2 separate regions of the Sus scrofa genome follow, and region 2 is linked to region 1. The links are chromatin contacts, called in public Hi-C maps. All regions are on one chromosome and are shown on one strand. The core of a region is the stretch at or near the end of the contact, and the rest is flanking DNA. Distances in the headings are between cores, read along the strand shown. Region 1 holds the start of GADD45B (growth arrest and DNA damage-inducible protein GADD45 beta). Region 2 overlaps GNG7 (guanine nucleotide-binding protein G(I)/G(S)/G(O) subunit gamma-7).

What was found. A called contact is a pair of places that touch in the nucleus more often than the background predicts.
Region 2: a contact with region 1 is called in a Hi-C map of retroperitoneal adipose tissue, with 2.0 times the contacts expected there. The contact joins the enhancer-like site here to the promoter of GADD45B in region 1. A contact is called at or near these places in 1 of 5 promoter capture datasets (liver), 13 of 47 Hi-C or Micro-C datasets (alveolar macrophages, blood, embryonic fibroblasts and 8 more) and 2 of 2 datasets of contacts at active chromatin or transcription factors (alveolar macrophages and skeletal muscle).

The regions. Positions count from the first base shown.
Region 1 is chr2:76,109,797-76,112,898 of Sscrofa11.1, forward strand. It overlaps GADD45B (growth arrest and DNA damage-inducible protein GADD45 beta), which reads right to left and starts at 1,662. Exons shown (of 5, transcript XM_005654701.2): 1 at 1,166-1,662; 2 at 1-278.
Region 2 is chr2:76,048,180-76,051,281 of Sscrofa11.1, forward strand. GNG7 (guanine nucleotide-binding protein G(I)/G(S)/G(O) subunit gamma-7) reads left to right here. Exons shown (of 6, transcript XM_021084181.1): 4 at 887-923. Among named protein-coding and RNA genes, the nearest start is that of GADD45B, 62 kb to the right of the region's middle. Within about 2 kb of position 1,497, at least 27 of the 83 cell types and tissues checked have an H3K27ac peak or open chromatin away from gene starts, as enhancers often do. A contact at or near this core is called in alveolar macrophages, liver, mesenteric adipose tissue and 3 more, where this site is marked.

The DNA of each region.
Region 1 (3,102 bases), core at 412-2,911:
GCCACACGACAGTTCCAAGGATGAAAATGAAAAATCCGAGGCCGGAGAGCCCAAAGCCTTCCCACGGAGCCCGAGCGTTCGTCTAGACCTTCAGATCGCAGCGAAATCCTCTCCACAAAAAACGAAAAAGATTGCAAATACCTCAGCAAAAAATAATCCAGGAAGCGACCGCTAACAGCGCGAGTCCTCAGCTTCAATAATCTGAACCCGCGGCCGCGGGCACCGCCACTTATAGACTGTACAATAGGGGCGTGGCCCCGGTGGACCGTCTTCTCTTCCTATTGGAGGAAAAACAAAGGCGAGAGAAACAGGCGCCGCGGTTGGCTGGCGGTGGGAAGAGGGCGGGGCGCCGTGCGGGGGCGCCCCACGTGGGGGCGAGAGCTGGGAGGAGGGCGCGAGGGGGGGAGCGGGGAGTTTGAGTGCCAGAAAAAAAAAAAAGCAGAAGTTTTCTCCTGATTTCCCGGCAGCCGAGCCGCGTTTCGGGGCGCGCGCGGGATTTCCAGCGCGCCAGGCGGCCCTGACTTTCGGGGGGGCCTGGAATCCCCTCCCCGTCCTCGGAGAGTCCCCGGCCTGCACCTTTCCAAGTCCTGCTGGGGTTTTGCATGGGGAGAGAGCACTGTTTGCAGCCTGATCCTTTCTAGTGATGGTTTCCGGGATCTCCCCAGGCTGCAGGGACCCCAGACCCAGGGTGACTTAACTTTCTGGGCCCTTGTCTAATGGGAATGCAGCGCTGGCCTCCTTGGGTTGCAGGAGTGCAAAATAAAATTAGGAGTACGCAGTAAGCGAATAACAAGCAAGCGGTGATGGTTGCGGGAGACTGCCTCCAGGTCTCCAAAGTTGGGGGCTGCGAAGGCGGCCTGAGTCCCCACCTGTCCTATGACAATGCACACTGTCCTCATTGGGTTGCAGGAAGCCTTGACTTTAATAGGGAGGTACACAGTACGCACTCCGTAGAGTCAGTTACGACCTGGTAGTCGTAAGAGGCCGCCTCGAGGTACCCAGAAGCAAGGGTTGCAAAGCCTAGGACCGAGACGCGATGCCCCCTCCCCACCCGCCGCGAGTTTCAGGGTGGGGCGAGCGTGGGAGGTGCAGGTGGCTCCGCCTCGCAGGTTCCGCGCCCCCTGCTGGCGCCTCACTTTGGGTTGTTTGCACCTCCGCGCCTCACCTGACAGTGGGGGAATTAGAGGCCGGAGAGAGATCGAGGGAAAACATTTTTGCAGGCGTTGCGTGCTGCCACCTTGGCACGCTTCCCGCGATGCTCGCCACTTTTACTTCCTCCCTCCGGAGAGGGCGCTGAGTGTATTGAGAGTACTGTGTATCAGGCTCCCCCTATCACTTGCCTTATCTCTTAATCCCCAAGAACCTAGGAAGCAAGGGCTATGCTTATCTGCATGATGTAGAAGAGGAAACTGAGGCTTCGTGAGGCTTCCACTCCCTCAAGCTACGGGTTAATTCGTACTGGAACCACACTTGTGCGCCAGGCACGGCCGCACTCTGGGACTGCCGCCAGCCTCGCCCTCTCCCCGGGAAAGCAGTTCACGAGCCAGGCGGGCAGGCCCGCGTAGGACTTTCTCCCACGGTCGATCAGGGGCTCCCGGGTGACTCACAGCTGCGCCCCCTCCCCCGCCAGCCTGGGGTCTGGTCTCTGCCCCGCCGCTCGGTTCCCCCAGCTCCTCGGCCAGCGGTCGAGCTGACGCATCCCGCCGCCTCCGCGCCGCCCACCGTGGGGGCGCGAAATGTTCTGGGCGCTGTAAGGCGAGTTGGCGCCACCTGGCGGCCATACGAGGTCCCTGCGGCCCGCAGCGCCGGAAGGGACAGACCGGCGGGGGCCGGGTGAGGAGGAGGACTGAGGTAACAGCGGCAGTATTTTGTATACACAGTATTTTATATGTGCAACATGTATTTAATAAGTTTATAGATGCAATTTTTTGAAAAATCAAGTAAACTACTGCCCAGGGCTGCGAGTTTTGTTTTTCGTTTGTTTTTGTTCTTAGGGCCACACCCGCGGCATATGGAAGTTCCCAGGCTAGGAGTTGAATCAGAGCTGCAGCTGCTGGCCTACGCCACAGCAACGCAGGATCCGAGCAGTGTCTGCGACCTCCACCACAGCTCACGGCAATGCCGGATCCTTAACCCACAAAGTGAGGCTGAGGGATGGAACCGACAACCTCGTGGTTCTTAGTTGGAGTCGTTTCTGCTGCATCACACCGGGAACTCCCCCCCTGTTGTTTTTTTTTTTTTATGGTAAAATATGCGTGCTATATATCATTTTGACCATTTGTAAGCATACTGTTTGGTGGTGTTAAATATATTCACAATGCTGTGTCACAATCACCGTGATCTAGACCTCAAAATTTTCTATCATTCCCAACATAAACTCCTGGGAGTTAAACATGAGCTACCACCAGCTCCTGTCACCTACCATTATACTTTGTCTCTATGAATTTTATCCTTTAGGGAGGAGGAAGAGAGTGGGATGGACGGGCACTCAGGGTTTTTGTATGCAAACTGTTAAATTTGGAATGGACCAGCAATGGGCTCCTACTGCACAGCACAGGAAACTGTGTGTGATTGGGTCACTTTGTTGTACAACAGAAATTGAAGAGATGTTGTAAATCAAGTATACTTTAATAATAGTAAAAAAGGAACCTCCCATAGATGGGATCATAGTGTATTCATCCTCTTGTGTCTGACTTATTTTATTGAACATAATGTCTTCAAGTCTCATCCATGTATACGTCAGAATTTCCTACTTTTGGGAGTTCCATTCGTGGCTCAGTGGTTAACGAACCTGGTTAGGATCCAAGAGGATGCAAGTTCGAGCTCTGGCCTTGCTCAGTGGGTTTACAATCCTGTGTTGCCATGAGCTGTGGTGTAGGTTGCAGATGAGCCTCAGATCCTGGCTTGCTGTGGCTGTGGCACGGGCCAGTAGCTGTAACTGATTCGACCCCTAGCCTAGGGACTTCCATATGCCACGGGTGCGGCCCTCAAAAAAAAAAAAAAAGCAAAAAAAAAAAAAAAAAAGAATTTCCTCCTTTTAATTTAATGCTGACTAATATATTGCATGGATAGACCATATTTAGTTTATCCAATTCACCTGTT
Region 2 (3,102 bases), core at 247-2,746, 62 kb before region 1:
TTTTGCAAGTGTGGCCTGTGGCCCAGCAGCTGTGAGGGTCCTGGGAGCACAGGCTGAGGCATCATTCTGACCGAGCTGGTTGTCAGCCCCACAGCACAAGTCAGGCTTCTGTAGCCCATGATGCCTCCCTGGGCGGTGTGTCCTTGGGGCAGCTGGTGAGTGCAGCATGGAGTGTGGCGTTCAGTCTAGGGGGTCACTCTGGCAGCTGGACGTGGCAGCCCCAGGACCCCTCACACTGTGTGCATCCATCATCAGAGATTTGGCTCCGTACAGGGTTCCGCTTGGAGCAGGAGCTCCCATCCCCTGGAAAACAGCAGTTCCAAAGCATCAGAGCCCACCCTGCCCTCGGGGCTGATCACAGGGACTTCCTTCCTTTCCCGGTGACCTTCTGACCCCAGGCAGCCAGCCTCAGACCCCTCGCCTTCCTGCCCCCATATACCTGTCACCTCTTCCACCCAAGGTTAATGGCTTTGCCCCAACATCGAATTTTCCACCTCTCCCTTTGTTGGCCTGGCACGTGGCTTCCATCAAAGCTGAAAACGAGACACGGAAAAACCCCAAGCATTACATGCCAAGGCTCGGTTCCATTTCAAAGCTTGGGGTCCCCATGTCCCAAAATGGAATAATACAAGTTCTGCAAGAAAACTTGACTCCCGCCTCCCCAAAGAAAAGCAGTTGTCCCTCCTGAATGGCTCGGTTGTAAAGAATAAAGTGAGTTTTCCAGAAGCCGCCCCCACCACGTTTCTCTGGAGGACACAGCCAGTTTCCAAATCAAATGCCACATTTTTGGCGACAGCCAAGTATCTCTCTGAGAAAAGCTGGAGATAATTAAGTTAAAAATATTTAACCACGATTTTTTTTTCTCTCTCTCTTTCTTTCTAAACAGGGTAGAGTGGTGCTGCTTCTTGGAAAAATTGAAAAAGGTATGTAACGTTTTATCTTACTTCATGAGCTTGGAATCCCTTGTTTTTTAGAAAAGGAACAAACAAGCCCAAGTATTTCACGCGCACATGACACACTGGGAATTGTGTCACTGCAAAAAGAGCGCTGGGCCCCCTGCCAGGAAACCCAAGTTCAAACCCCAGGTCCGCCTCCCAGTGGCTCAGCCACGTTCGTTCAGGCGGATTCCTTTCATCTCCTGCAACAGAAACAATACTCTTCCCAAGCATGGTGCCGAGATGAAGGGGGCTGTGGACGGGAAAAGCATAGGGCTGGGCATCGAAGTGAGTGCGAACCGTCGGGAGCCGGATCTGGAGCCACAACTGGTTTGGAAAACACGTGCCTTTCCAGGAAACTGGTCCATTTCGTGTAGATTACCTAATCCGCTGGCTGCTGGAGCCTGCAGCATCCTCCTACAAGCCTTTCCCCTACCAGATGCTCGTTGATCACGCCCGGCTCTGGTCCCTGACCCTGGTCCCTGGTGTCTCCCCATCAGTCTGTCTAAAGGCCTGCCAGAGTTGCCCCCCTCTTCCCAAAGCACTAGCTTTCGGTTTCGCAGGTTCCCCTCTCGTTTCTCTCTGTTTCGTTGATCGTAGTTTCTCACTTCCTCCTGCCGGCCTTGGTTTTCGCTGGGTCTTCCCATCCCCTCGTCCCTTTACTCGTAAAGTCCATTTGTACACTGAGACCCTCCCTCACACGCCGTCTGCAGCTGTCACTTTCTCCCTCGACCCTCACCACGGGTTTCTGCACATGGTGTTTTTGTTTTCAGGGCCCCGTGGCTTCTCCACCCCTGTGCTTGTCTGAGCCTGGTGTTTCATTTCCATGGGTTCCACCACTGATTTGGGAAGGAAAGAGCGTCTTTCTCCATCGAGGACGTAGGCAGCGGGGACCCACTGTGGGGCTTGCTGAAGAGGTGGGGGGATTGGATTGTGGTGGGGCTTCACTGCTTCACCTCTGAGCCTCTCTTTGAAAACAAAACAAAAACAAAAACAAACAAACAAAAAAAAACATTGTATTATAGTTGATTTACAATGTTCTGTCCATTTCTGCTGTACAGCAAAGGGACCCAGTTAGTTACACATATACATACCTTCTTTTTCTCACATTATCCTCCATCATGTTCCATCACAAGTGATTGGATATAGCTCCCTGTGCTATACAGCAGTCTGAGCCTCTCTTTTTTTTTTTTTTTTTTGTCTTTTGTCTTTTTGTCTTTTGTTGTTCTTGTTGTTGCTATTTCTTGGGCCGCTCCCGCGGCATATGGAGGTTCCCAGGCTAGGGGTTGAATCGGAGCTGTAGCCACCGGCCTACGCCAGAGCCACAGCAACGCAGGATCTGAGCCGCATCTGCAACCTACACCACAGCTCACGGCAACGCCGGATCGTTAACCCACTGAGCAAGGGCAGGGACCGAACCCGCAACCTCATGATTCCTAGTCGGATTCGTTAACCACTGCGTCACGACGGGAACTCCCTGAGCCTCTCTTAATGCCTTGGAACAGGGCTGCCTGCTTCATAGACACAGTGTACAGCCCAAGGGCACAGGGCCTGCTCCGTTCTGAGGGTTGGGGCACAGGCACTGGTGGTTGGCAGGGGCTGCGAGAAAGCCCCCAAGTGGCTTCCTGGGGCCACCCTGGCAAAGTACCACAGGCTGGGGGCTTAAAACTACAGAAGTGCATCCTCTCATATTCCAGAGGCCAAGTACCAAGACCAAGGTAAAGCAGGGCCCCCCCTCTCAGAAGGCTCCAGGGGAGGGTTCTTCCTGCCTCTTCAGCCTCTGGTGGTTTCCAGCATCCCTGGTGTCCTTGGCTTATAGATGCACCACCCAAGTCGCTGCCTCTGATTTCACTTGGCCTCTCCCTGTATGTGTGTCTCCTCTCCTCATGCAGTCACCAGTCACTGGATTTAGCGACACCACCACCCCCCCCCCCGCCCCGCTCCCGACTCCGGTATGACCTCATCTTAACTAATTACATCTTCAGTGACCCGATTTCCAAATAAGGTCCCATTCCCAAGGGTCAGGGGTCAGGACTGGAGTGTGTCTTTGGGGGATATGGTTTAACCCACAGCACTCCTGGCTCTGTGTGCCCTTCGTAGCCACGGGGTGGGTCCCAGAGGGTACCTGGTACCCATGGTGCTGGGATTTCAACACCCTGGGCTAGAG